Regions from separate parts of the Mus musculus genome. Here all the other regions are linked to region 7. Evidence: chromatin contacts called from public targeted proximity ligation data. All regions are on one chromosome and are shown on one strand. The core of a region is the stretch at or near the end of the contact, and the rest is flanking DNA. Distances in the headings are between cores, read along the strand shown. Region 1 holds the start of Gstp3 (glutathione S-transferase pi 3). Region 2 holds the start of Chka (choline kinase alpha). Region 3 holds the start of Mrpl21 (mitochondrial ribosomal protein L21). Region 4 holds the start of Nudt8 (nudix (nucleoside diphosphate linked moiety X)-type motif 8). Region 5 holds the start of Unc93b1 (unc-93 homolog B1, TLR signaling regulator). Region 6 has its middle 18 kb from the start of Gm51271. Region 7 holds the start of Ppp6r3 (protein phosphatase 6, regulatory subunit 3).

Region 1 (4,027 bases), core at 821-3,320, 480 kb after region 7:
CTGTCCTGGAACTTTGTGGACCAGGCTGACCTTGAACCCACAGAGATTCGCCTGCCTCTGCCTCCCAAGTGTTAGGATTAAGGACAAGCCCTGCACTGGCTCCTGCCATCAGTTTTATTGGTCTGGGGTGGGGGCTGGGGGAGGCAGGTGGACTCACATCTTTATGCAAGCAGCCAGGGGCCGGTTCACATGCTCAGGAGACTCCAGGAAGGCCTTGAGCTTGGGTCGGGATTTGAGGCGCGCCACATAGGCGGAGAACAGGGGAAAGTCATTCAAGTAACCAGGAAACAGGAGCTCGAGATTCAGAAGCACGTCCAGCAGGCGGTAGTCCGCGAAAGAGATCTACAGGACGGGGGAGTGACAGGGCTGGAGCTGAGGCAGGACTGGGAGAAGCGCCACAGAGCAAAGCACTGGATGCTCCCTGCTTCTGCCTCTGCATCTGGCCTCAGTTTACCCCTCTGAGAAAGGATCTGGCAATGAGTGGGTGGGGAAAGGCCTACCCAATGCTCACCTGGTCACCAACAATGAAGGACTGGCCACCCCTGTTCTGGGCCAGGAGAGTTTCAAATGGCTTCAGGTGTCCCGGAAGCTCCTTCTGATACTGGTCCTTGCCCTCCTTCTGTGGTCAGAAATGTGCAGCCAGAGTGACCGAAGTGATCTCCCTTTCCTGCCCACCACGCTTGGTCACTAGCCTGTGGCTCCTACATACCAGGATATGGCGATACTGCCGGGCAATGCGTCTGAATAGGTCTTCCAGTCCATCGTTCACCATGTCCACCAGTGCTGCCTCTTGTTGGTCTTTGCCATAGAGCCCTGGGTCAGCGGGCAGGCAGCAGGCTCAGGTTCTGTACTTGTCCCTACATGTCCACTCAGTCTCAGCCTGGGTCTACTCTCTAACCTTAATTGGAGGTCTTCCCTGCCTACCTCTGGGATGTCATTAGAAAAATGATACAAGTTGGAAACTCACAGCCCTGGCTGTACAGACAGCGACCGCCCAGCAGCACACCAGTAGCCTTCTGGAACCTGGGCCCTGCATGATCCTCTAGGGTGACCCAGGTGGGACATTGGTGGCTGCAGGTGAGGCAATTCAAAGCCCCAGGACATTTTGAGGAACATCTCAGGTGTCTCTCAGGGCTTGGCTTCTGGACTCACCGAAGGAGCGGCCCAGGTGCCGTAGGATAGTATTGGATTGGTACAGGGTGAGCTCTCCATCCTGGAACTTGGGGATCTGTCCAAACAACTGGGAGAAGATCCCTCTGTAAGGGGTGCTGAACCTGGCTGCCCCCAATCCTAGACACAGCACCCTAAGGCTGCGCCCCAACCGAATCCCCAAGGGGGAGAGGGAGACAATTACTCACACAGGAAGCCTTGAATGTGCCTTGCTCCCAAACATCCAAGGTCACCACCTCCTCCTTCCAGCTCTGGCCCTGGTCAGCTAGAAGCATGCGCATAACCTCACAGCGCCCTGTATGGGGGTGCAGGATGAGGACACAGCGAAGAGATCTACTCTCAGAGCATCCTGGGAGAGTTTGGGAGAGTGGAAAGCTGACAAGAGGACTACACTAGCTTGGGAGCCTCATAGGGAGGGGAGATATGTGGTGATAGAGGCCATGTCCTAACATTATCTTGGAATGCGAAGACCCAGCCCCACCATGGCACAGGGAAGGAAGGAAAAGTGACAGACAGTGCAGCTATCTACGGAGGCTAAGAGGGCAGTCCTGGCCCCACCAACCACAACTGTAGTCCTGCCCCAGGTCTCTGTCCCGGCCCGGCCCCAATACAGTCTTGGTCACGCCCTTCCTACACCACTGTTGGGGATTCCCAGGAATGACCCAGAAGACTATTGTTTGTGCCCTTCGTCTTGAAAGTGCTGAGGCCACACCTCGGGAAGGGAAATAGACGATGGTGTAAGGTGGCACTAGGAGAGATAGACAAAAAGCACGATGAAGGAGGACCTTGCCTGGGCTGCAGGGCCAAGGAGCGGTTAGTAGCAGGGGTGAGGTGGGGGTATAATTGCCCCCGCCCTTGCCTCCAGGTTTCTCCTTACTGTTGGGCGGATACAGTGTGGTGCAAGCTCAGCAGGAAGAGAGGAAGTGATCGGGGCCTTATATTGACAGGAAGACTCCACCTCCTCAGACATCCCACACTGCCCCAGAAACAGACCAAGTCCTGGTGTTCAGTGTACCAGCTTCCTGGCAGACGTGGTGGGGGAGGGCAGACTCACCTTTCTATCTGTGGTGCAATATGCTACTGGAGTTTTGCAAGAGGCACACATGGTCACATGATAAGCCTCCCACTTAACACGCCCAAACCACTCGGTTTCTTGTGTGCTCAGGGGTTTGGACAGTGCCTTATATGCAGGTAGGCCTCTACCAACAGTACATGGTATAATAATAAGTGCTCCTTGTAAAAATAAGGCAATGTAGAGGAGCCGTGGTTAATCCCAGCACTTGGGAGGAGGCAGAAGCAAGAGGATCTCTGAGTTCAGCCCAGTCCGTCTGGTCGACAGAGTTCCAGGACAGCCAGGGCTCCAAAGAGAAACCATGTTTATAAATGACAAAAAATAAATAATAACAATAACCATAATAATGGCAGTGTCACCTGGAGTGATGGCACACACCTTTAATTGCAGCACTCAAAGTACAAAGGAAGGTCGGGCGGCACGCCTTTAATCCCAGCACTTGGGAGGCAGAGGCAGGCAGATTTCTGAGTTCGAGGCCAGCCTGGTCTACAAAGTGAGTTCCAGGACAGCCAGGGCTATACAAAGAAACTCTGTCTCGAAAAAAAAAAAAAAAAGTACAAAGAGAGGCAGCCCTTTCGAATTCAAGGCCAGACTGGTCTACAACCAAGATCACCAAGCCAGCCAGAGCTATATAGCAACCAAGCCAGCCAGAGCTATATAGCAAGAGCCTGTCTTTTCAAGAAAAGAATAAAGGGATTTAAAAAAAATTTTTTTAAAGATTTATTTATTATTATAAATGAGTACACTGCAGCTGTATTTAGACACACCAGAAGATGGCATCAGATCTCACTATGGGTGGTTGTGAGCTACCATGTGGTTGCTGGGATTTGAACTCAGGACCTTTGGGAGAGCAGTCAGTGCTCTTACTCGCTGAGCCATCTCACCAGCCCTAAAATTTTTTTTAAATATTTATTTATTTATCACATGCAAGCACACTGCAGCTGTCCTCAGACACACCAGAAGAGGGCATCCAATCCCACCACAGATGGCCGTGAGCTACCATGCAGTCGCCGGGACCTGAACTCAAGACCTCCAAAACAGCAGCCAATGCTCCCAACCACTGAGCCATCCCTCCAGCCCCCCCTTTTTTTTTAAATAAAGGGATTTTAACTAATGAACTATCCCCTCCTCTCTTGGTGATGCTATAACAGAAAACTCTTAGCAAAGAGTTAAGCCTTACATGTACCAGTCCTCAAGGCTAGCACTGTTCCTTGTTTGTAGAGAAATTGAAACAAAGAATTGACGTGGCATGCCCAAGGTCACTCAGCTAGTAAACAGGATTTAAACTTGTTTGGTCTGGTTAGTTCCCTGGGAACCTCATGTCTGTCTGTCTGTCTTCTATCTATCATCTATGCATCTGTCTATCTATCTATCTATCTATCTATCTATCTATCTATCTATCTATCTATCTATCATCGACACTGTGCTTCTCTGTTCTCTGTGTAGCCCTGGTTGACCTGGAACTTGCTCTGTAGAGCAGGCCAGCTTCAAAACCATAGAATGCCACCTGTCTCTGTCTCCTGAGTGCTGGGATTTAAGGAGTGTGCCAGTACTGCCAGGCTGGGAACCTCACTTTTTAAATCCATTTTCCCCCTTTGATACCTTTTTGTTGAAGGGAACAGACTATGTCACTTCACAATGTGCTTCTGTAACATAAACCGTACCACTGGAGCAGGGCATGACAGTGCAGAGCTGGACTCAGTGCTGTGAGCACCAGGATGGAAGGTGCTGAGTGAAGCTAGCCTGGGCTGCATAGGGAAACTGAAAGATTTTCGAATTCCCGGC
Region 2 (4,263 bases), core at 1,479-3,978, 280 kb after region 7:
TAGGAGCGCCACCTAACTTCAGAATTGCCATAGATGCTGGTAACAGGTACATATCCTATAGCCAGCTCTTGCTGTTCAGGTGAGTAAAGCTGGTTCCGGCCACATGGTTCTAGTTGATTGGACTAAACCTGGGCGCCTGACTCAAGGGCACTGAGTCTTGCTCTGGCCACACATATGACAGGACATACAGAGAGGAGTTGGACAAATCAGCCCCTCAGCGCTTCTTGTGGAAAGCTTGGAATGACAGAGGGTAGAAACTGCTTCAAGTGGCCCTGAATCAACCCCATAGCCACATTACCTACGTTTAGATCCAGGCTATCATTTCCTAGCTGTGTGGTCTTGGGTGAGTTCTGCTCTGTGTTTGTGTGTGCAGGGATGGGGGTGGGGCTGGGTGCATGTGCACATGTGGGTGTGTCCTCATATGGGTCCATATGTGTAGAGAGACCAGCAAGCATCCTCAGGTGATAGTCTTCAAGTGTTGTCTATCTTGTTCTTTGAGACAGGGTCTCTTCCTACCCTGGAACTTGCCAGATTGGCTAGGTTGGCTGCAGGTAAGCCCAGGAATGTGCCTGACTCTGCCTCCCCAACTGTAGGATAGTAAGCACATGCCACTACACCTGGCTTTTTTGTTTTGTTTTGTTTTGTTTTTGTTTTTTGAGACAGGGTTTTCTCTGTGTAGCACTATCATCCTGGAACTTGCTCTGTAGACCAGTCAGGCCTTAAACTCAGAGATTCACTTTCCACTGCTCTTTGAGTACTGGGATTAAAGGAGTGTACTAAAGTGCACTCCTTCTTTGCTTAAAGCTAGTATCAAAGTGACAGATTCATTAAGGCAATTTCATATATGCCATTAAGGTTGCCCCCCCTCCCCCGTGTGTGTGTGTGTGTGTGTGTGTGTGTGTGTGTATTCCAGGCAGAGTTTTACTCTGGCTAGAATTTCTATGTGGGTCATATATGTTCATGTCCTTTCCAAGCCTTTCACTGGGGTGACCTTTTACTGCCACTGGAAGCTGTGCTCCCAGCAAGGCGCCTTGTGGGTTCTCATAGTCTAAACCAGAAGAGGTCAGAGAAAAAGTTAACTGCAAATTATAGAGCTCTCCTCTCACTTCTGGAGCAGCTTCCCCCTCAGCCAGCTTTCCAACATTCCTCTGAGATTATGGGGACTAGTATGAGGACAAAGGGCCAGTCCCCTGTGAAGGCCAGTGACACAGCCCCACCTCCACGTGGGCTGGTGTTTTCAAAGTCCTCCGTTCCCTTATCTAAATGCCTTCCTGAATGGAGACGTTGATTTCTTACTGTTCTAGCAACCAGTGGTATTCCTAGGCCAGGCCTCTTTTTTTTTTTTTTTTTTTCCCCTACTTGTCTGGAGTTCAACTCCAGGCCTAGCTCCACGGGATCGTCCAAAGTCTCTTTTCATTTGCACTCCTTCCCCCGCCCCCCCCCCCCCACTCCCCAGACAGTCTCACTATGGAACTTGGGCTGTCCTGAAACTTACTGTGTAGACTAGGCTGGTCTTCAGCCCATAGAGATCTGGCCTCTGCCTCTGTGCCTCTCAAGTGCTGGGATTAAAAGCATGTGCCATTATGCACAGATTATTTGCACTCTTTTGTTCAGTAAGATCACTTTTGGGGGAGTAAGTCCAGATAAGTACCTACCTACTCTTTTTGAAGAGTTTTTGGCTTCCAGCAGACTGTGAAAACCCACAAAGAAGCCATTTTCTGCATGCTGGGGTATAGCTAGAAAGAAATCTCTCTTTCTAGCTATACCCCACAACACAGACCTGTAGTTTTATATTCTTTGTAGCCTCAATTACTTCCTGGAAGGACTGAATGATGAGACCAAAGAATGAGGCAATGTGTGGGCATACAGCATAGGGGCCTTGGCCCCCTTCCATGCCCTAGGGCAAAGGTACATTAGTCATGGTCACGCGACTGGACAGCCCGGAAGAGGGGGGGGGCAGATGACAGCATCCACAAAGCCAGGAATCGCGAACCAAGCACCTTTGGCCGGCAATTCTGGAGGCCGTTGAGGCCAGTCTGTTAGGAAGATGTCCTGAGAATCTAGCTGACATCCTCAGCACCACGGACAGGGAAACTGAGGCTGCAGGCACGTAGAGGGGGAGGCTTCTCTCTGAGCGGAGAGCGCAGCCAGCTGGCAAGTGGGTGTGTGGCCTTGACCCAATCTCTTTTTGATATTAGACCTGCAGATGGATAACGCCTCCGGCCAGGAGTTGTATTGGGCATGGAAGCATCTCGAACAGGGCCTCGGAAATGTTGTAAAAACACACCCACAGAGCTCCTTTGGGAGCTGCCTTGCCCTAAGGTCACGCGGAAAGAGCAGCCAGCCTCCAGACACCATTTTCCTGCAAAGTCCCCGGGGCCTTTCAAATCATCACTTTCAGACCTGGGGGCGTCTAAGGAAAGTTTCCCTTTCAACATCCACTCTAGGGTCTGCCAAAGCTGCAGAAGCCTCGCCTCTCCTGCCCTAAGAGGCTCGAGTCCGCAAAGGCGCCACCTTGTGAGTGCAGGCAATTGAGATAGCCTTTACAGGACCCTCGCGACCCCTAGACAAGGCCCCGCCCCCGGTGCGCCGACCCCTCCCTCATCGTGGACTCACCGCCTGAGCCTAGGAGGGGCTGTGCCGCAGCCAATGGGAAAGCGGCGTGGCGAGGGTGGCGGCGGTTGTGATGCGCCAAAGCGTCCAATCAGCGGCGAGCGCGGGGGCGGGCGGTGACGCTGGGCTCTCCGCGTGCAGCGCTGTAAAGGAGCGAGCGCCGCGGCCCCCTATAGCAGTCGCCTGCCGTCAGCCTCCCGCGCTCGTCTCTCGTTACTGCTGCCTGACGTCCATTGCTGCCTCTCCCCGCCGTCGCCGACGTCGCCTCCCCGCGCGCTCCCACAACCGCCGCCCGGCCGGTCAGTGAAGCCGGCGAGCCATTCCCCGCGCCGGCCCCCAGAGGCGGGCATCCAGCCGGACCCTGAGTGTGGCCCTCTCGTGCTGTGGCCGCCCGCGCCTTCTCGGCCGCTTGTCCAGCATGAAAACCAAGTTCTGCACCGGGGGCGAGGCCGAGCCGTCGCCTCTCGGGCTGCTGCTGAGCTGCGGTGGCAACGCTGCCCCGACGCCCGGCGTAGGGCAGCAGCGGGACGCCGCAGGCGAGCTGGAGTCCAAGCAGCTTGGTGGCCGAACCCAACCTCTCGCGCTGCCGCCGCCGCCGCCGCCGCCCCTGCCGCTGCCCCCGCCGCCATCACCGCCGCTAGCGGACGAACAACCCGAGCCCCGGACCAGGCGCAGGGCCTACCTGTGGTGTAAGGAATTCCTGCCCGGAGCCTGGCGAGGCCTTCGCGAGGACCAGTTCCACATCAGTGTCATCAGGTCAGTGGCTGCGGCACCGCGCGGTGGTGGTGGGGGCGGTGGGGGGTGAGGCTGGAGGGCGGGGCGGGGCGGCGGCTTGGGTAGAGGTGATCGCCGCGCCGGTGTCCGGAGCACAAACCCCGCAGCGCGGAAGGCCGCCTGCGGGCGAGCTTTGAGAAAATGTGTGCTGGGTTGCCGTCCCTTGCGGAAGAACAATACTATGTAGTTATACAAGCACATTCTGTACCAAAGCTCAAAATAGATGTGTCTAGGAAGCCGTTTCTCTGCGAGGGCCTTGAATGAAAAAAGGGATGTTGTTCCCAGCACTCGGGAAGCAGAAGCAGGCGGATTTCTGAGTTCGAGGCCAGCCTGGTCTACAAAGTGAGTTCCAAAACAGCCAGCTCTACAGAGAGAAACCCTGTCTCGAAAAACGAAAAAAAAAAAAAAAAAAAAAGGAAAGAAAAGAAAAGAAAGAAAAGAAAAAGGGATGTTGTGGCTGGGCTTTAGAAAAAGAGGGAGGAGCCGGGCGTGGTGGCGCAAGCCTTTAATCCCAGCACTCCGCAGGCAGAGGCAGGCGGATTTCTGAGTTCAAGGCCAGCCTGGTCTACAGAGTGAGTTCCAGGACAGCCAGGGCTACACAGAGAAACCCTGTCTCGAAAAAACAAACAAACAAAAAAAAAAAAAAAAAAAAAAAGAAAAGAAAAAGAAAAAGAGGGAGGAAAAATCCCCGGGGAACTTTTCCTTGTAGTACTTCTAGTCTGTAGTTTGATCACAACCCCCTCCCGCTCCAGAAATTCACCTTTGGCACTCAGTGAGCAGAAGCAGGCGGATCTCTTTATTATTGAGGCCAGTTTGGCCTACATAGTAAGTTTCAGACCAGCCAGAGCTACATAGCAAGACACTGTCTCCAAAAGA
Region 3 (3,942 bases), core at 422-2,921, 290 kb before region 7:
GATCTGACCACCAGCCATGGATGATACAAGCCCCCAGGGAACACGTACCAGAGGTGAAGCTGTTGCTAGGAAGCACCACTGCAGGTCCAAACTTCCTGGGCTCAAAGGTGACCAGCCGCTGCCCATACAGCCCTGTGCGCTGGCTGGATACCTGAAGCTTCAGCAAGCACACCCCTCGGCTCTGAAGCTCTCTCAGAGAACTGTGTTCCTGCCAGGACCTAGAAGACACCAAGCAAAACAGCTTCACTGTGCCTGCACAAGGGAGAAAGGAGTTCTGCTTATAGGCATTACGTATGCCCCAAAAGAACTCCGGATCCACTCTACTCCAATCCTACCTCTCCCCCACACCCCACGGGACAGGTACTGCCTAACTTGCTCCAAGTCAGCCAACACAGAATCTTATCATGTCTCTTTGCCATCTGCCATCTGTCTTTTGGGGCCCTCCCATTTATACCTGACTCTCTCTCTGCTTCTTACCACCAACACCCTAAGTGTGGTTCAAGGTCCCAGTTTGGCTTAAAGCATATCGCTTCATTCTCACAGCAAGCACATGGTGTGGGAATCACATGCCTTCACAGACATGTATGGGAAGGCCTAGTACACAATTCCATAGTCACACAGCCACAACAGCAAAACCTCTCCCTCATCATGACTGACAGACTCTCAGTCAACCAATCTACAGATTACACATCTGTAATCTCACAGACTGACTTCACGTCCTGCCTCCACGTGGGTTACCCTGGGTCAGTTACTTCGCCAGCCTTTGTCTATCCTTAGGGAAATGCATTACAGGAACTGCACTGTGGGATAGAGAAGTGGTGGCTCTGTCTGTTGCAGGCCTGTAGATATTCTCCTGAAACAACATGGCTCTTCAGGAATGCTCAGGCACCATACATGACATAGGCTTCATTAACTTTCCTCTAGGAAGCTGCTCTCTGGCACACCCCACTCCCTGGATCCCGAAGAAAACTTGTCCCACTCCCCATCTAGCACTGACCATCCTGTTAAGTCTCTCTCTTTCTTTCTTTCTTTCTTTCTTTCTTTCTTTCTTTCTTTCTTTTTCTCTCTCTCTCTCTTTTTTTTCCCTTGGGGTGGGGGGCCTCACTACAGGGTCTCCTGTAGCCCGGGTTGACTTCAAATTGGCTACGTAGCCAAAATGTGATCTTGAACTCCCGATCCTTTTGCCTCGACGCCCCGAAGTGACGCTGCTGTGCGGTCTTCTCCTAGGGCTGTCTCTGTGTGTTAGCCATTCACCCAGCCAACACTAGACTGGCTCCAGGCGGTAACTAAGGAGAGCTACAGAGGGCCTGGGACCTGCGGCCAAACTTACCTGCGCTCCTCCACCTCGGCGTCCCGCTCCAGCTCCAGCAGCTGTAGCTGCTGGGCCACGAAACTCTCCACGGTGGACGAGGCCATCTGCTCCGCGATGCAGCCCCTGACTGATGCTTCCTGCTCGGCCAGTTTAGTCCTGTGGGACCCGAGTTCCAGTCGGACCGTGTTCCCCACTGGACCAGAATCCGCAAAAGGCCCTGCGCTCCCAGCCAGGGCGCGGATTCCCGGCCGGTCCGTTTCCTGCGTTCCCCGCCAAGCCAGTGATTGCAGTAGGATCCCTGTTTCCCTGCTCCAGGTGTTCCCTACTGAGTTTGTGTGTTGACGCACAAGGTTCGCGCTGCTTCCGCTTCCGGTTGGGACTGTGGAAACATGGCTGCTGCCATAGCGGCCTCGGCATTGCCGGGCGCCTTCGGGCGGCTGGTGTCTGTGTGTAGCCGTAGCATCTTGGCATCCCAGGGATCCGGATCAGGTGAGACCAGGGAGGCCTGGTGAGGGAAGAAGCTAGCGGTGCTTCCGCCGTCTGCCGCCCGTGTGTCTGAGTCCACCTTGGCTCCTGGTGTGTTGGTTATGAGAGTCGTGAATATGGCACAGGGTTTGGAGTACGAGAACCTGGGATGAGAACGTGGTTCCTTCCGTTCATTGCTTAATACTGAGAAGTGCTCTTAAACTTAAGTGTAGGTCCTATAGTACAGGGACACAAATGGGTGTAGACAAATGACCTACCCAGGGTCATACAATGGGGATGTAAAGAAAGCGAGTTAGAAGCTGCTAAGTAGAGCATGGGTGTGGACAGTTGTCCTCGGGCTGCTAGCCACCCTCGGATCAGGAAAAAAAAAAATGACGTTGAAGAAAGGAGTGAGTGATTTTAATGTTAGTCTATCTTGAAACATAACAAGTAATGTGCCCTTAGTTTTGTTGACCCAGACCTTTTAGTTTGTGTATGTGTTATGTGTATGTATGTGTGCAGGTGGGTGTACATGCCCGTGTGGAGACCAGATGATGATGTCAGGTGGACACTGTTGTGTTCGACCTTTTCAGTTTCTTTCTTTATTTTTTTTTAAGACTTATTGTGATGTTTGTTTCGGGGGGGGGGGGGGAGGGTCCTTTCTGTGCATTTAAGTGAAGGTGCCTTTGGAGTCCAGAAGAGGGGGTCAGATGTTAATCCATAGATGATAGGAGAAAGGCCACCAACTCAAATCATCGTAGCCAAATTAATTAAAGCAAGCTTTTTCACTTGGGTATGCAGGCTGCCTCCACCTAAGACAGGGTTCAGGAGGTCAGCATTGGACACCCCTGAAATCAGGGTTTCTATAGTTCAGGGATAGGAGGTTTCCAAATGGGGGTGAAGCAGAACATAAGCGTAACCGGTTGGTCACAATAACCTTCTGAAACAAAAGTGCAGTTGCAAGGTAGTCGTAACAACAGGTTGTAATAATAACTTTGAAACAAAGGCATAGTTGCCGTTTTCCGGGACAGGTGGTATAAACCCATTTGTAGTTAAGGTGTGGCATAACCCAATCCTTGAGAAACAGATTTAATCATAAACAGAAATGAATCTACTTTTTCTCTACTATAAGATGGCTTTCCAGCTTAAGATAGAAGTATGCTGGTTTATCACAGATCCCTGGAGCTAGAGATGCAGACACTTGAGGCCTTCCATGTGGGTGCTGGGAACCAAACTTTATCTTCTACACGAACGGCAGCTACTCTTCCACTGACCTATTTCTCCAACCCCTCTCCACCTTATTTCTAAAGGTTTCTCAGTGAATCTGGAGCTGGCTATTTGGTTAGACTGGCTAACCAACAAGCCCTCAAGATCTGTTTGTCTCCACCCCCAGTGCTAGGGTAACAGAAGTACCTGGCATTTTATTTTAGTGCTGGTGACCTGAACTCAGGTTCTTACAGTGGGATAGCAGACACTTTACCCACCGAGCCATCCCCAGTGCTCCCCTGGACTGTTCACAGACAAGTTGTAATACAGTAGGTTAAACCATATGCTAGCAACAGATCTTTACATGTCATCAGAGTAACTACCCACCATGTTTCTCTTCTTACAGCCTCCCTCTGGTCTGCTTCTCGAAGGTTCAATTCACAGAGCGCTTCATATCCACAAGGGTAAAAATATCAAAATGTGGGTTTGGTGATTTTTCCACTTATCTGTAAATGTTACCTTCCAGTTAAAAGGTCTCTACATTTGAGGCTGGGTGTGATGGCAGACTTGGTAGCATAAGTCTTTAATCCCAGCACTTAGGAGGCAGAGGCATATGAACAGCCAGAGCTACACAGAAAAACCTTGTCTTTAAAATAAAATAACAATTTTTCTATATAGCTCAGTGATAGCACGTTTGGCCAACATACTTGAGGCCTTGGGTTCCTCCTTCAGCATAAATGTGTACACATGCATGCATGCATACATAGAATTCTGTCCCAACAGAAGTAATGCATGTGTGTATTCACAGTGATGTAGAGGTAGCGTTAGTGTTGTGGGTTTTATGCCCCTCCATAGCAAGCTTGCACAGCCTCCTGGTGCTTGCACACGGCTGCTGTTGGGGAGTTGAGGCTGCCTTTCCTGGGCATGTGATGTGTGCTTATGAAACCGCTTTGCAGATA
Region 4 (4,043 bases), core at 1,380-3,879, 420 kb after region 7:
GAACCACAGGGTGGGTTGTCCCACAGATCCGGAGGACCAGCTCAGCTCTGAGGGGCAGAGACTGAGGCTGGAGGGGGCCTCTGTCCCCTGGACATCTGCCTTCCTGCTGGCACTGGAGACCCTGGGCCAAGGGGGTCTGGGTCCTGCTGAGCAGAAGTTCCCAGGGCTAAGTGTGGGCTTCCAGGGCTCAATGGCTGGAGCCCAGTCTACAACTAAACTTTCTTTCTGTAGATCACGCAGCTGAAAATTGCTAGCAACCCCTTTGCCAAAGGTTTCAGAGAGGCTGACCCAGACTCATGGTATCGTCTCACTCCTGCCTTCTTGCTCTACGCCCAGCTGTGCCCTTCCCCCCACCCCTCCATCCCAAACAGCTGCTAAGGCCTTCACTCCTGACCTGCTTCATGGTCATGTCCTCTCGTTTGCCCTGGGATCCCCTATCTGACTCTGACCATAGCATCTGGAGTGGGGGTGGGGGTGCTCCCTTGCCCCTGCCCCCATTCCTGCTTGCCCTATCTTCAGGCCTGTGACCCCCCGGCCACTGCTCAGCATCCCTGCCCGGAGTCGTAGCAGCCTCAGTCCCTGCCTCCTTAAGGGCTCTGCAGAACGAGAGAAAGGTGAGGACCCAGCCCAAACACAATGGCAGGCACATAGGCCTCCAGGAAGGAGCTTCACCACGATGGGCGACGTCCTCATCCCCACCCCTACCTGGGCAGGAAGGCACAGGGAAAAGCAGGGCAGGGACAGGGTTCAGAGCAAAGGAGGGGTGCCTGCTGGGCTTCCTGGAGGCGGTGGATCCTGAGGGGGGCATTGGAGACTGAAGGCTCAGCTTGGGGCTGGGAGACAGTTGAATAGAGAAGGTAAGGAAGAAGGTTCAGGCAGAGAACAAAGATGAATACTACATAGGTCAAGATGTGTGGCCAGGGACAAGACAGACAACGTAGGCCTCAGTATTAGGACTGGGGGTGTGAGGGGAAATCTGTGGTCCACTCAGACCATTTTCTCCCTCAGATACCAGTAAAGCTTCCGCTTCCAGCTCCAGGACCCCTACTCAGCCACACAATCAGCTGCTGCCTGCCCCTGATGTCCTGCTAGCCCCTGCCACCTACAGACCCCTCCCTTACCAGAACCTGTACCCTGGATCCCCAAGCCGTGCTGGGCCCCCAAGAGCTCGGCTGGCACCTTACCCTCTCCCCAACATCAGCACGGCTGGAGATCAGGAGGACCCAACCCTCGCAGCTGGGCTGGGACTCCTGCCCACCTCTGCCTTGTGCTTGGTGTCTAATCAAGCCTCGCAGTGATGGCTGAGTGCTGTGGAAGCCCGTTTCCCCTGTGCCCCACCTCTCCTTCCCTCCTCTGTAAGACATCTCCTAAGGCGAGCAGCACAACTGGAAGCTCTACAGCAGTGGGTTCCTGCCTCAAAGTCAGTCTGGGGCCTGCCAGCCTTGGAATCAGGCCTACTTCCTACTCAAAAGCCCTGAATCATGCCCTGCTGCCTCGAGGATGCCTCCTCTAAATCCTGCTTCGAATGTCCTTCCCCCACATTAAACTGCTTGGCAACAGCAGTCACAGTACTTCTGTCCACAGGAACTCCCAGACCAGACAATCCCATCACCTTTATAAGTCTCCAAAAGCTGTACCCAGAGCACAGGGTGATGATAACTGGCTACACCAGCAAGGCTGCGGTTAACCTGGTGTGTCCCCTATTTTGTGCACCCATATAAGGATGGAAGCAGCTCAGAGAGGTTTCGGCTCACAGTCACACAGCAAAGTACAGCTGACACTCATCATTCTATTTAAATGCGATGCTCTAAGGCTGGTTCTGAGAGCCGGGGGTCATCGAAGTGTGCCTAATATGATAGATAGGGATCACACAGGCCAAGGTAGGGATGGGTGTATACTTGGAGAACTAGAGGTAAAAGGCCAGGTTGAAGTCCTCTCGGTAGTCTGGTGGAATAAGGCTGAGGGAGGCGCGTACTCTTCGTTCTCTTGGAGTGGGCGCCCAGAGGCACCTGATGACTCCGACTGTGCTCCGACCCAGAGCTCTTCCTGTGAGACGTTCTGGAAAGCACGGACACCCAGGAGACGAGAGAAAAGGGGCCCAGAAGATCTTCAGCAGCCAGACATCCCAACTCCCGAACCCGAAGTCAGGACCCATTCAATTCAGGTTACTCAAGCGTTCCGGAGACACAGAGTCCAAACCAACTGTGCCACAGATAGGGAAGTCCCTGGAAAGAAACTCAAGCGAAGCTGGCCGGCTTTTCCGGACACGCCTTCCATCAGCTCTAAGCCAGGTCTTTCCTTTAGGTGGCGCTCTGGTCCCTGTACACAAAACCGCTTCTGCCCTCATCTAGCAAACTCCGCCCCAGATGCCCTCTGTCGCCCAATAGCAGCAAAACCCGCCTTAAGCCACACCCCCGAGGTCTCCGAGGATCTGCATCAGCAGGCCTCGTCTGGAACGCCTCCGAGGTTTCAGCAGCCACTGCCTTGTCCATCTCGGAGGCTCTACCTGGGCAGGCTCCGTACCGCCGGCGTCCGAGGCTTTGCAAGGGCAGTCCCAGGCCTGTCCGCCTCTCATACCGGGCTCCGGGAAGCCACGCCTCCTTCCGGCTCCCACTTAGGTCCCCGCCCCGCGCTGGAGCTTGCGCGCTGCGGCGTTCCCTCCCTAGCGGGCTGATCCCCCACTGTGTCCCGGACGTCTGGGACATGCTGCCTGATGGCCTGTCCGCGGAGGACGAGCAGCGCTGCCGGCAGCTGCTAGCACGGACCACTGCCCGGTTACGCTCGCGGCCCGCAGCGGCCGCAGTGCTTGTGCCGCTGTGCCTCGTGCGCGGGGTCCCCGCGTTGCTCTACACGCTGCGTTCTAGTCGCCTGGTTGGGAGACACAAAGGGGAAGTCAGGTACGCCGGCCTTGCCGGCGCACTACCTGTGGCCCGCATACCCCTCTGAATTTTTCCCTTCATAAACAGGACTCTGCCCCTTACCGTAGACTGGAGAGAGGAGATCCGGGGCTCCCCTTCTTTGGCTTCGCCCTCAGCAGAAGTTGAGAACACCCGGGGACGATATCTGCACCACTGGGACACCATAGGCAGACATGGGGTGTCTGAGCCCTAGCATAGTCTTAGCCAGCTGCCAGACCCTCATGTCGTAATCTATATCACAGTGCCTGTCCCCCTTACTCTAATGGCACAGAGAGCTAAACTGCCTCCTGACGACCTGTGGTCCCAAGATTCCCTCTGCCCATTTAGTTTCCCAGGCGGTAAGTGTGATCCCGACGACCAAGATGTAATACATACGGCCCTTCGGGAGACTCAGGAGGAGCTGGGCCTAGAGGTGCCCAAGGAGCACGTGTGGGGTGTCCTGCAGCCAGTGTATGACCGGGTGAGCCACCCTCATCCTATCACAATCAGTAACCCTAGTGGCCGGGGAAGCCAGCCCCGCTCAGTCCAGGACAGGGTCCAGGAAGGCTTGCAGGGTAGGCTGCATCCCTCTAGGCTTGAGTGGCAAGTGGGAGGTTTCCTGGCGGTATACAGGTAAGGGGAACCTGTGAGGCAGCATGGCAAGAAACCAAGGACCGGAACTGGAGGGCTTCACCATGATTACCCAAGACACCCGGATGGCAGGGTAGGGTCTGCTTCCTAAGTTTGCTCCTTCTGACTCTTCACCCTTCTCCTACCCAGGAAAAGGCAACCATAGTCCCAGTACTTGCCAACGTGGGCCCACTGGATCTGCAGAGCCTTAGGCCCAACCTTGAGGAGGTGAATGGTGACTACTGGGGAGTTGGGCTGTCCTAACAGGGGACTCACAGGCAGTCCTCTGTCCACCCTCTTTCTGTTTCTTGCCTACAGGTGGATGAAGTATTTGAGATGTCTCTGGCCCACTTGCTGCAGACACAGAACCAGGGGTATACCCACTTCTGCCAGGGTGGCCACTTCAGCTACACACTGCCTGTCTTCTTGCATGGACCACACCGTGTCTGGGGCCTCACAGCTGTCATCACTGAGCTCACCCTGAAGCTGCTGGCCCCTGGCTTCTACCAGCCCTCC
Region 5 (3,784 bases), core at 924-3,423, 360 kb after region 7:
TACTGCTCAGTACTGGGGTCTCACCTCAAATTGTCATGGTCTAACTAGAGGTGGCAGAGATAGAAGCCTTGTCAAGTTCTCTGCTCTGCAAATCATAGTAGATGTCTACCCAGGGGACCTCCCTCACCTGACACATTTTTTACAGTCCACCTAAGTTTATGTATGTACATGTGTGTACAAATGCCACCTCATGCTATGGAGGTCAGAAGACAGCCCACAGAAATCGCTCTCTTCTTCCACTATGCAGTGCTCTAGGATTGAACTCGGGCAGTCAAATTAAGCAGAAAGCATTTCTACTAGTTGAGCCATGTCTTTGGCCCCAATTTCTGTTCTTAAATCAGTGGCTGACTGGGAAAAGGGCACAGATATTAAGGACATGATACTGGCCTCTGCTCTGGTACACAGAGACCTCAGCCAATGTGATTGAAGGGTGCATTCCTGAGAGGGGTGGGGCTTCTTTTGGGTGCTTCCTCTCAGCCTCTGTCAGAGCATTCACATATCGCAAACCTCACATATCACACACACAAACACACTACACACCATGCACACAATACACTATACACATATACCATACATACCACAAATGTTACATGTAAAATAAACATACATATACATACATATACACAATACACATATCACACATACATACACACATCACACACACATACATTACACACAAATACATACCACATACACTACATATCAAGCGCGCACACACACACATAGACACATCACACACAGAGACATATACACACTCATAGACACATCAGACACACACCACACACACAGTCACATCACACACACACACACACACACAGGCACACCACACACATAGGTACATCACACACACACATAGGTACATCACACACACACAGACACATCTCACACACACTCACACACACCCACACATACCCACACATACCCACACACACATACCACCTTGCCCTTTCCACTCAGTGCCCACTGAGCCCACTCCCTGTGGTACACCCCTCCCTATTCCAGCTGCTCTCTTCTCATTACGCCTCACCTGACCCCTCTATCCTATAGGATTGCATCCTCTCGGGGTCTCAAAGTCTACTGCCATTCCCAACAATATGATCACTCAGCCACAGGCTCACCACGGCTACCACATGAGACTGTAAACACTGGTGTCCACTCTGCAGCCACACAGCTTCAGAGCTTCCTAGTGTCCACTGTGTCCCTCCTGTCCTGTGTCTTCCATGCCCCAGATGATGGCACCACCCTCTCTCTGTTCTTTCACTTTTATTTTTGAGACAGTATCTCATGTATTCACTTCAAATTTCAAACTTGAGATGTAGCAAGATGACTCTTTGAATACCAGGTCTCTTTTCTCCACTTCTTGTATGCTGGACTTACAGGTGTGCACAGCCATGACCACCCCAGGATCACCCCAGGACTCTGCTCATGACAGGAAGCACCTGACCAACTGCACTACATTCCGCCTTTGCTCCCTTCATAGAGCCAACAAAAGCCCACCTTCTGCTTCACCACACATACAAAAGTCACACACAAACCAAAAACATATACAGACATGCCACACAGACAAACCATACCACATACACACACTAACCACACATTACAGACTGCATACATACACGTACACCACACACATACTACATACACCATACATACACACTGTACACACACATAAAACAAGCACACAACACACATACACACACAAACCACACTACACACATTGCACACACATACACATACACCACACACATCACATTCACATACTATATACACCGTACAGCCGGGAGTGGTGGCGCACGCCTTTAATCCCAGCACTCGGGAGGCAGAGGCAGACGGATTTCTGAGTTCGAGGCCAGCCTGGTCTACAAAGTGAGCTCCAGGACAGCCAGGGCTATACAGAGAAACCCTGTCTCAAAAAAACAAACAAACAAAAAATTATATACACCACACACAAATAAACCACAGCACATAAAAACCACACACACACACACACACACACCACACTACAGACTGCACACACATACACCACACACACATAAACAAAAATCACACACGCATGCACACACATGCACCACATATATACCACACACACATACCGCGCGCACACACACACACCATGGACAGTATTAGGAGGAGGCGGCCCACACTAGACGGGGTGGGGCCTACTAGACAGGGCGGTCTTTGATGAAGGAAGTCCCAACCAGCTGCTGGTGCCCAGAACTGCAAGCCCTTGATCTGGATCTGGTCATGGAGGTGGAGCCTCCGCTCTACCCTGTGGCCGGGGCCGCGGGTCCTCAAGGGGATGAAGACCGGCACGGAGTTCCTGATGGGCCAGAGGCTCCCGTGAGCAGGGCAGGGAAACACAATGGGACACCGGACCGACTGCCCCGCGGGGCACCCGGGGGGGGGGGGGGAAGGTCCCTGGGATGGGAGGCCCCCTGTACCCTAGGATGAGGGGCGGGGCTCCAGACTGGGGACCAGGGTCTCAGAGTAGGAACACACTCTGGAATAGGGGATGGGGCTCTGAGTGGAAAGCTGGAACCCGGAGTGGGGAGCAGGGATTTAGAGAAGAGACCAGGACTCCGGGTCAGGGGGACAGAGATCCAGAATTGTGGACTGACACCCCGAGTGGGGTGCGGGGGCCCTGGGATGGGGACTAGGACCCTGGATGGGAAACCTGAGTTCCTGGAAGCCGGGATAGGGTCTGGAGTCCGACCGGGGAGCCAACATGTGATTAGTGATTGGCCCGCAGTTGGACGAACTCGTGGGTGCGTACCCCAACTACAATGAGGAGGAGGAAGAGCGCCGCTACTACCGCCGCAAGCGCCTCGGAGTGGTCAAGAACGTGCTGGCGGCCAGCACGGGTGTCACCCTTACTTACGGCGTCTACCTGGGTAGGGAGGACACACTAACCCTGCTAGCCCTCTGCTTCCCCTCCCCCTCCACTCCCGAGCTTGGAAAGAGAAACCTTGCGGCTAGCTGGCCTCCTTCCCCTTTCACTTCCCGGGTCACATCTGCTGTTGCTGTGGCGTGCACTTGGGACTGGGAGGCGGGGTGTGCCACAAGCCAGTGTGCCCCCAACCCAGCCAGAGACTCGGTGCGGGAGGCTGGGAACGGGAGTCTTGTTCTTATCCTGGTCCTGATGAATACAGGAAAGGGTCGCTTAGGTGACTCGGCGCCCTGCCAGCCTTGCCGTGAGCTTGTTTAGTTGTTCTGAGCCAGACTGATTAGAGCTCTCTACGATGCTCCCTGTCCCCAGGCCTCCTGCAGATGCAACTGATCCTGCACTATGATGAGACCTACAGAGAGGTGAAGTATGGCAACATGGGGCTGCCGGACATCGATAGCAAGATGCTGATGGGTATCAACGTGACGCCTATCGCTGCCCTGCTCTACACACCTGTGCTCATCAGGTGCCAAACTTCTGTTTCCGCGCCCCCCCCCGACTTTGTGGGGTACAGAGACTGTTGGATCATAAGGCCACCTGCTGCCCTCCTATTTTGGACTGAGGCGAACTGCAGAGAGGCCTTGCTTGTTTGGAAGAGTGAGAAGGAAAAGGGGAAATCCCAGCTATAGAGGAGGAACCAAGAGATCCCCCATCCCCCCTCCCCCCATCTGCACATTTGGTTTCATGGGGACTCTGGCATCCTACCAGACAAACTGTGACTTCCTGGGCTACAGCCTTGAAACCCCCAGCACAGCCCAGGTTCTCAGCCCAGTGAGCCATGACTATGTTGAAAAAAAAAAGGTCTCACAGAAAAGGTCTTAGCTGCAGAGGCTCAGGTTG
Region 6 (4,262 bases), core at 1,462-3,961, 260 kb after region 7:
AGATTAAAGTTGGGCACCTCCATGCCAGGCTTCCTTGAGAAGTTCACTTCCTGAGATTATAGGGCTTTGCTGAAGGATGCAAAACTCCACCTCCCTCGGGAAGAAACTGTCTTCAGGAACTTCTCTCCCAGAAGGGGGTTCTATCTCTAAAGAAACTGCTATACAACATCTGGTGGTCCCATGTCTCCACTTTCTGAGTGGAATTACAGAAGAGACACCACATTCACCTGGCATTATATGCATGTTGGGTTCCTCGATTGGCAAGCGTTTTAAACAAAAAGCCAACTCCCCTTGTTTCATTCTTGGATAGGAGGTCAAGAACGTAGAGTCACCAGGTGGTGGTTGCACTTGCTTTATTCCCAGCACTCAGGAGGCAAAGGCAAGAGGATCTCTGTGTTCAAGGCCAGCCAGGTCTACAGAGAGAGCTCCAAGACAGCCAGAGATACACAGAGAAACCCTGTCTTGAAAAAAAGAAAGAGGGCTGGCGAGATGGCTAAGCAGGTAAGAGCACTGACTGCTCTTCTGAAGGTCCTGAGTTCAAATCCCAGCAACCACATGGTGGCTCACAACCACTAGTAATGAGATCTGACGCCCTCTTCTGGTGTGTCTGAAGATGACTACAGTGTACTTACATATAATAATAAATAATTATTTGGGCCAGAGTGAGTGGGGCTGACGGAGCAAGCAGGGTTGACTGGAGAGAGCAGAGGTCCTAAGTTCAATTCCCAACAACCACATGAAGGCTCATAACCATCTGTACAGCTACTCATATACATTTAATAAATAAATAAATAAATAAATCTTTTTTTTTAAATGGAAAGAAAAAAAGAAAGAAAAATAAAAAGAACCTAGGGTCATCCTGTCCAGACCCCGACCACCCATAATAAAGGTGAAACTGGGAGAAGTGTAAGGTAGGGAAAGAAGGCAAGGGTCTGTGAGGTAACATTCTTGATACCAGGGATTCAATAAAAAGGTGACAGAGACACATGGGAATGAGCTATTTTGTAAGTGAATTTCAAAATAAAAACAACTTTTTTTTTTTTTTAAGATTTATTTATTTATTATATGTAAGTACACTGTAGCTGTCCTCAGACACTCCAGAAGAGGGCGTCAGATCTTGTTACAGATGGTTGTGAGCCACCATGTGGTTGCTGGGATTTGAACTCTGGACCTTTGGAAGAGCAGTCGGGTGCTCTTACCCACTGAGCCATCTCACCAGCCCATAAAAACAACTTTTAAGAAACACTCATTGTTTTCTACTTGTCTTGCACGGGCTCAATGGGGCCACGGGCAGCTTGTCCAAAGGTCAGCGAACAGATAAAGCAGGGTGAGTGACCCAGCCGTCAATCAAATACAACTGAGAAAGAAGCCTGAAAAGTGGGGGAGCCACACTGGGTGCCCTTGGCATCTCCTGGGAGGGTACGGCTGCTGCGGCCCTTAGAGGTGGGACTCTTCTTTATCTGCTAACCCCTGGAACACCAGCTGCCCAGGGCAGGGATGCAGGGGATGTGTGCAAAGTCCTGGAGATAAGGATAGACAGGCTATCTAGGAGAGAAAGTCAGCAGGCAGAGCCCAGCTCGGGGCCCTCAGGAGACTGTGAAGGGAAAGGCGAGGACCAGAGTTCAAGTCCCAGCACCAACATGGGCATCATCAACCACCTATTACTTCAGCTCCAGCAGATCCAATGCTCTCCCTTGGCCTTTCAGTCACTGCACGCATGTAGTGTGCATACATACTTACATGCAGGCAAAACATCCATTCACATAAAATAAAAACAAAGAAAACTTTAATGAATAAGTAAACAATATTTAAAAATACACTTGGGGGGGCTGTTGAGATGGCTCAGTGGGTAAGAGCACCCGACTGCTCTTCTGAAGGTCCGAAGTTCAACCATCCGTAATGAGATCTGATGTCCTCTTCTGGTGCGTCTGAAGACAGCTACAGTGTACTTATGTATAATAAATAAATAAATAAATAAATAAATAAATAAATAAGGGCTGGTGAGATGGCTCAGTGGGTAAGAGCACCCGACTGCTCTTCCGAAGGTCAGGAGTTCAAATCCCAGCAACCACATGGTGGCTCACAACCATCCGATCACGAGATCTGACTCCCTCTTCTGGAGTGTCTGAAGACAACTACATAGTGTACTTACATATAATAAATAAATAAATCTTTAAAAAATAAATAAATAAATAAATAAATAAATAAATAAATAAATAAAATACACTTGGTCTTAGCCAAAAGGCCAAGAAGTGATAATATTTAGAAAATAAATAAGCCCAGTACACCAAACAAAGAAAAAAAAAAGAGTGTACACAGCAGAAAGATGTGTGGCTTTTTGTGGCCAGATAAGCTGGGAGGTCACAGAGCCTCCTGTGACCTAATTCCTAAATCTATTCTCTGGTTTCACACAATCTGTCCCAGCCCCAGCCCCAGGGCCACCAGCCATGGGAGCCTGGTCCTGCCCCTGCCTGACCCAGGGAGGAAGTGACTCAGGAGGCCTCTTTAGAGCTGAATGCAGAAGCCCGTCCAGCCCATAGATTCTATCTGCCCACAGTCATTAGAGTGCTGAGGCTGAGTGGGCCAGGCAGGTGGCTTGGATCCAGGCGGTCCTTTCCCCTTCCTATCTGGCAGCCTGAGCCACCCACTCTATGCCAGCGTGGCAGACAGTGCCAGGCAAGTGGCCAGGTCAGCAGGAGGAAGCCGCTGTTGACATGTGACAGCTATGTTTGCTTACCTGGGGCCACCCACCAGAAGAGTTAATATTCAACTCCCTCTAGACCCTGGAGCTGCAGCTGGGTCTAAGTGTGGTAACAGAGACCTGAGTCAGTTCTTGCCTTATAGAACATGTGCCTCAAAGCCCACACAAGTCTCTCGTGGGTTCCTCATCTCTGTTTCTAGAAGAAACCTGACCAGTGTCACTCAGACCACAGGGTCTACTTCACAGGCCTTGGGAAGACCTGAGGTCCAAGGAGCTATGAGGGGCCCTGGTGGGTTGGGGTCTGAAGTGGTGCAGGTGCAGGTAGGTGTAGCTCACAGCGCTGAGGTGTGATCAAAACCCGCTTCTTACCTGCTTTTCTCTGACTTGGACCCTCTCACAGTATCATTTCTGAGCCATCCCCGCTCCCACACTTCATGTCTCTCAAATGCACTCACCTCCTTCCACTCAGTTGTGATATCACAAGATACCCAGAGTCCTTTGGACCTGGCTAGGACTTGGCCCTGGGAAGCCTATGTGGGTTGGTATACATACGTTCAGGTACCTTCACTAGAGATAGAAACCTCCAGCCAGCCCAGCTACCCCAGTGTCTCAGCATCATATCCTGGCAGGGCTCAGAAAGACCTGAAGTTAAAGTCTTAGAGCTACACAGTTAAGAGCCCTGCACTTGTCATTGTCCCTCTGTCCTAGGGAGGCAGTCGCCCAGAAAGCCATACTGAGGAAAGGACTGTACCCAGGACCCGTTCTAAACCACTGAATCCCAGAAGAGGAGAGGCTGAAAGGAGAGACCAGCAGTTTGCTCCGTGTTGGGCCCTGGGTATAATAACCGTCTTGATTCACCCTGCCACTGTCACAGCCCTGGGGCCTGAGAAAGCGCTGCCGGAGGATGTGGGATGCAGTGTCCTCTGCTGGGCCACCTCTCAACACAAAGATGCCCTGCTCCTGGGAATTTCACAGCCTCCAACCCAGCATCATCCAAACGCAAGCAGCCTTCTGGGCCTGCCTCTGTTTACAGCCAAGAAACACAGACAGGGAAGCTAAGCTGAGCTAAGGGAGGGCGTGCAGCAAGCAGGGGCTGAGCTGCAGCAAGCAGGGGCTGAGCTGGTTGAGAACCTGCTCTCTATCCTCACTCCGAATCCTTTCCCTGAAGTGGGAAGCAGGGAGTAGGGTTCTGCATTGGCAAAGCCGAAACCAGTGTGGCAAGCACCCGGTCAAGGCCCTCCGGTCCTCAGTCACTAGGTCAGGTAACTAGGAGGCAAGAGAGGTGCAGGATGTGATTGCCACATGACTTCTGAACACCTCTATGTCTGCGGGACTGGCTGACTTTGGACTTGGTCTGAGGAACTACAAAGGTCTGTCATCCCTCACACACCCTGCTTCTGACGATAAAGCCACAATGGCCCAAGGCTGTCAGCAGGTGTATGTAGATACTTCTGGGCATGTTTCTGTGTGGATCTGAACATACCTGATGACACCTGGTATCTTCTTCTGTCACTCTCTACCTTTTTAGATTTTTCTAAGATTTATTTATTTTTCTATTTTA
Region 7 (4,214 bases), core at 1,052-3,551:
TGAGTGAAAGACACTAGGGTCCCTGGCCAGACACAGTGAAGTGAGGGATAGGTCCCAAAGCACCCAGGAACAACAGCCACTCCCCAAGCTACAAGCTGAGCACATCCTTTCCGAAGTGGTTGGGACTACAACATCAGATTCAGATTCTGAAGGCTGGCAGCCTTTACCAGTTTAAGTTCCCTAATAGAAACTGCTACACAATCTAAGTTTCATACTCAAAAGCTGTCAGGTTTCAGAGCATTCAGAAATTAGGCATATTTAACCTGTACCTTTGCTGAAGCTCTCAAGACTGCAGCTTTTCAATTGCAATAACAACCAGGAAAATCTAAGAAATCCTCATATTATGATTTGGGGCAACTACACAGAAGCAGTGCCTAGAAGCAGCAGAGGAGGGGTGCTGTTTAAGATCCTGAAGGTGTTTTCTATGCATAAGTACTGGTTTAGACAAAACGCTTTCAAGTGATTTAATAGATTTTCAACATCTCATGGAAAAATTAAAATAACTTCCAGTAATTTTTTTTAGCCCAGCTGATCCTTAAACACATGGCTTTCCTAATTGTACCTAAACACTTAAAAGTTAATTTTGAACTAGGTGTGGTGGTACACACCTCTATTCATAATGCTTGTCAGGTAGAGGCAGCAAGATCAAGAATTTGAGGCAGCCTTAGCTGAAAAGGAAAGTCAAGAACATTCTAAACTACTATCATCTCAAAAAATAACTAAATAATGAGTCCGGTGCAGTGGTGCATGACTTTATTAATCCCATTATTAAAGGCAGAAGCAGTAAAGATCTTCCCACCACATAGTGAGACCCTGCCTCAAAAACAAACAAAATCATCAAGATCAAGTTGAATTTGAGAGGTATGGTCACCACTGAGCTGATTCTATTCACAAAGCACGATTCTAGCTGCTTTGTGCTAACATATTTACATATATACTCAGTTACAGTCTAATATGAACATGTTAGATAAAATTGGGACCTAACATGAGATAAACTTATGAAACAAACTTATTTTCATGGGTTACAGGGGCAGCAAAGAGGACTAATTCGCCCAAGGTCACAGGACTAGAAAGTGACAAAGGAAGATGTAATTTTCAGGTGGCCCATAAGAAAGCTCAAACACCACTGGCAACAGGGATCTTGCACCTTGCAATTTCAAGGAACATTTTAGTGGAAGGAGATCTTAAGTTCCTTTCTTACGGGCTGTGTCAACTGCAACATGACCTTGAGGGCAAAAACCAAAGTAAACTTGACTTAAGAAAATGAAACAGTATCCATATTAACAAGTGCTCTGATGCAAGGAAACCTTCTAAGTGTCCCCTCCCCCAAGCCAAAGCAAAACATAAACAAAGCTCTGGCCCATTCTAAAGAGACCACAGCAGGTAGGCGGCAAATGACAGTAGGACATGCGGTGGAGAAGTACAGACACAGAGCTACCGAGACCACTCATTCTGTCCCACCTACAACTTCAAGTCCAAGTTCTAATGAAAGACAACGGGACTGGGGAGAAAAAGACCTCCAAGTTAACAGTGAGCCGAGCTTTAAAAGCGAGGTGCTTGAAGCCACAAGAAGGGTAACTCCTCACTTCAGCTCCAAAACACCAGGGAATCTCCAATGCCCGCGTCTGTATAAAAGAGAGACTCAACGGCGGAGGATGAAGATTCACTGCGATGGCCCCGAGAGACTCGGAACTGGTTTTTGTGTGTTCCGATGACTCTGCTAATGCCCAGAAACCCACACAACTTGTTTCTCAGAGGACAAGAGTCCAACAAAAGCCTTCGCGAAGCTCTCCAGCGAGTTGACAAGCTCCAGGAGATCCCGAGAAGTCGCTGTGAAGGCCCGGGCGCGGGAGCCGGGGAGCTCGCCCAGGACCCCCGACTTGGCTCGGGGCGCGCCTCGCCTCGCCTGGGCTCCCGCCGAGCCAAGCCCAGAGTCACCTCGGCGTCCAAAGTTCGCAGTCGGCTCGGCTGACTGCCAACGCTCGGCCCGGCTGACAGGAGCGGGCGGCCCGGTCCTGGCCAGGACTGGACGCCGCCTCCCGGGCCGCCGAAGCTGCCGATTCCGGGGGGGAGGGGAAAGGGGCCGGGACGCTCCCTCCCCACGCCGCCGGGACCGGACCACCGCCACGATCGGTCGGCCGCTTGCCCGCGCGACCCGCACACTCCGCGCCACCGCCCCCTCCCCTGAGTTACCTGGAGGCGCCCAAGACCCGCAGTTAGTCGCGCTCAGGCGGGAAAAAGGTTCACCGACACCATCAGCGAAGCGCCCAAAATGGCGGACGTATCAAGCAGGCCTTGAGTTACCCCCGCCCTCCCTCCGGCCGCCCCGCAGCCAATCACAGGATAGACCCCGCCCCTTCACACGGATCATTGGCTTGTCTCTCCCGCCCCCCACAACCTATTGGACCGCCCAGCGGTTCCCTCGACTCCACTTCGATTGGCTTTGAGGTCTTGTCAGTCAAACGCGAGAGGCGCATTCTTTTTCCCATGGTCTTGACGGATCCGGAACCTCTAGACCCCGGAGTCTGAGAAACAAGTCAGAAATTGGGAGAAGCTTAGGCTGGGTCCCTCTGCCCCGTAGCAACAGCGGGGCCTCGCGTGACAGACGCTTGGGACCACCAATCCGCATAGTCAATGTAGTTTAAAACAAATGAACCAAACCAATCCCGGCTGTGTAGCTCCGGATGCGAAGAAGCCAATGGGGTAACACAATGACAGCAGGCGGTGGGGTAACGGCCGCGGGGGACGAGGGGGGGGGGAAAACCGGTGATGACGTGAGTCACAATACAACCTGCGACGGAAGTTAATTATAGCTGGGGAATTAGCTCAAATGGTAGAGCGCTCGCTTAGCATGTGAGAGGTAGCGGGATCGATGCCCGCATTCTCCATAGCATAGTTTTATCGAAGACCTTCAATTAAATTACTTCAGACAAAGTAGAGTGGCATCCCTGAAAATGGGGTCAAAATGTAAGGTTTCTTAATACAAAGGAAACCAGGCTGTATCTTTTGTCACAGAGAAGAATTTTACACATGAATTTCTTCCAACTGCTAGTGTCCTATACGTATAGTACTACACATTTACCTTGCCCCAGAACTGGGGTCCTGGACATCAGGGTCCCTACTCTCAAGTCTTGCACTTAACCACTGTCATGGCTAATCCTGGTTTTTAATTCTCCTGGGGCTGTCTAAAAAGGTGAAACTGAGCTGACCACAAGCATTCTCTACCTCCTGGCTGGTTGTGATGTGATGTGATGTGATGTGACGGGCAGACTCCCACACCTGCTCCCTTGACTTCCCTGCCATATTGGCCTCGACCTGTGAGACAAAATGAACCTTTTCTCCCTAAAGTTGCTGTTGTCAGAATATTTTATCACAGCAACAGGAAAAGATACCAAGGTGCTCCCCTTGGGTCCCTATGAATAATCTGCCTGGTTCAGTGTGGACAGGACCATAAGTTCAGGCACGCTGCAGCTGGCCACCATAGTCAACAAAGTCTCTGAGTCTTGGAAGTCTTTCATGAAGCAGGCCTTCCCATGCCATCTGGAAAGCAAGTGACCAAGGTGATCAAGCTAAGGGACAGACTCTTTTGGGAAAGTAGTAAGTCATAGGACAGGACAGAGCTCTAAATCCCTGGGGTGTTGGTAGCAGGGAGGGGAAGGGTGTTACAGAGACCCCAGGGTGGGGCCTTGGAGCTTCAAAGGCAGGACGAGCCCAGCTATGATGGGAGACTGGATAGCAGAGGTAGCTGAGTCACACAGACCTTGAGTGGCAATGCTCACACCTCAGACAGGGAGCAGTTGCCTGCATATCTCTTCCAGTAGGTCCAGCAGTCCCAGGCCCAGGCTTCACTGAAGCTCAGAGAGCACAGAGCTTATCTCCTGAGTGTCTCCTCTAGGCCACCTCTAGGCATCTATCCCCTGGGAAAATGACAGAGCCTAGCCCTTGGACTGGAGGAGACAGGACCTGCCTTGTTGGACACTCAGTGCTTTCTCCGGGTTCCCAGTCTCTGAACCCCCCCCCACCCCTGTTCTTTACACGGGGTCCAGCATGCTTGAGTCCTCCACCTCACTCATTCTGGCTCTGAATTCCACTACCAGGATAACAAGAGAGGGCTGTGCAGTTATGCAAACCCACCCTGGCCTCCAGTCCACCTTCCAAGAGAGCTGTTCCTGGAAGCAGATTCCAGAAAGAGTTCATTGCTAGTAGATCCACAT

The links.
Region 1: a targeted proximity ligation map of memory CD8 T cells shows a contact between it and region 7, with 14 read pairs. A contact is called at or near these places in 2 of 39 promoter capture datasets (pre-B cells and stem cell-derived epiblast-like cells), 1 of 484 Hi-C or Micro-C datasets (embryonic stem cells) and 2 of 130 datasets of targeted methods (embryonic stem cells and memory CD8 T cells).
Region 2: a targeted proximity ligation map of pancreatic cancer cells shows a contact between it and region 7. A contact is called at or near these places in 3 of 39 promoter capture datasets (cranial neural crest, liver and stem cell-derived epiblast-like cells), 4 of 484 Hi-C or Micro-C datasets (cortical neurons and embryonic stem cells) and 6 of 130 datasets of targeted methods (embryonic stem cells, epiblast stem cells, extraembryonic endoderm stem cells and 3 more).
Region 3: a targeted proximity ligation map of memory CD8 T cells shows a contact between it and region 7, with 28 read pairs. A contact is called at or near these places in 1 of 39 promoter capture datasets (hippocampal neurons), 1 of 484 Hi-C or Micro-C datasets (embryonic stem cells), 5 of 130 datasets of targeted methods (the 230-238 cell line, the SCID.adh cell line, bone marrow-derived macrophages and 2 more) and 1 of 9 other capture datasets (adipose tissue).
Region 4: a contact with region 7 is called in a targeted proximity ligation map of pancreatic cancer cells. A contact is called at or near these places in 4 of 39 promoter capture datasets (cranial neural crest, embryonic stem cells, hippocampal neurons and 1 more) and 6 of 130 datasets of targeted methods (the NIH/3T3 cell line, T-cell acute lymphoblastic leukemia, embryonic stem cells and 3 more).
Region 5: a targeted proximity ligation map of pancreatic cancer cells shows a contact between it and region 7. A contact is called at or near these places in 3 of 130 datasets of targeted methods (memory CD8 T cells, microglia and pancreatic cancer cells) and 2 of 9 other capture datasets (adipose tissue and pancreatic islet).
Region 6: a targeted proximity ligation map of extraembryonic endoderm stem cells shows a contact between it and region 7. A contact is called at or near these places in 6 of 130 datasets of targeted methods (embryonic stem cells, epiblast stem cells, extraembryonic endoderm stem cells and 3 more).

Annotation. Positions count from the first base shown.
Region 1 is chr19:4,057,377-4,061,403 of GRCm38.p6, forward strand. Gstp3 (glutathione S-transferase pi 3) reads right to left here and starts at 2,071. Exons shown (of 7, transcript NM_144869.3): 1 at 2,048-2,071; 2 at 1,883-1,918; 3 at 1,359-1,465; 4 at 1,153-1,240; 5 at 710-813; 6 at 512-619; 7 at 97-342. The coding sequence starts at 2,048. The coding sequence ends at 154.
Region 2 is chr19:3,849,045-3,853,307 of GRCm38.p6, forward strand. Chka (choline kinase alpha) reads left to right here and starts at 2,729. Exons shown (of 12, transcript NM_001271496.1): 1 at 2,729-3,369. The coding sequence starts at 3,032. Gm51271 (predicted gene, 51271) reads right to left here and starts at 1,772; the gene lies at 1,723-1,772.
Region 3 is chr19:3,281,371-3,285,312 of GRCm38.p6, forward strand. Mrpl21 (mitochondrial ribosomal protein L21) reads left to right here and starts at 1,672. Exons shown (of 7, transcript NM_001347420.2): 1 at 1,672-1,801; 2 at 3,390-3,447; 3 at 3,940-3,942. The coding sequence starts at 1,702. It overlaps Ighmbp2 (immunoglobulin mu binding protein 2), which reads right to left and starts at 1,640. Exons shown (of 15, transcript NM_009212.2): 1 at 1,331-1,640; 2 at 49-218. The coding sequence starts at 1,416.
Region 4 is chr19:3,997,951-4,001,993 of GRCm38.p6, forward strand. Nudt8 (nudix (nucleoside diphosphate linked moiety X)-type motif 8) reads left to right here and starts at 2,630. Exons shown (of 4, transcript NM_025529.3): 1 at 2,630-2,897; 2 at 3,246-3,378; 3 at 3,678-3,755; 4 at 3,846-4,043. The coding sequence starts at 2,704. It overlaps Tbx10 (T-box 10), which reads left to right. Exons shown (of 8, transcript NM_001001320.1): 5 at 1-10; 6 at 232-299; 7 at 520-614; 8 at 1,009-1,562. The coding sequence ends at 1,298.
Region 5 is chr19:3,933,013-3,936,796 of GRCm38.p6, forward strand. Unc93b1 (unc-93 homolog B1, TLR signaling regulator) reads left to right here and starts at 2,174. Exons shown (of 11, transcript NM_019449.2): 1 at 2,174-2,340; 2 at 2,750-2,891; 3 at 3,257-3,410. The coding sequence starts at 2,182.
Region 6 is chr19:3,830,535-3,834,796 of GRCm38.p6, forward strand. No RefSeq gene overlaps it. Among named protein-coding and RNA genes, the nearest start is that of Gm51271, 18 kb to the right of the region's middle.
Region 7 is chr19:3,573,448-3,577,661 of GRCm38.p6, forward strand. It overlaps Ppp6r3 (protein phosphatase 6, regulatory subunit 3), which reads right to left and starts at 2,302. Exons shown (of 24, transcript NM_028999.1): 1 at 2,194-2,302. It overlaps n-TAagc9 (a tRNA gene), which reads left to right and starts at 2,816; the gene lies at 2,816-2,888.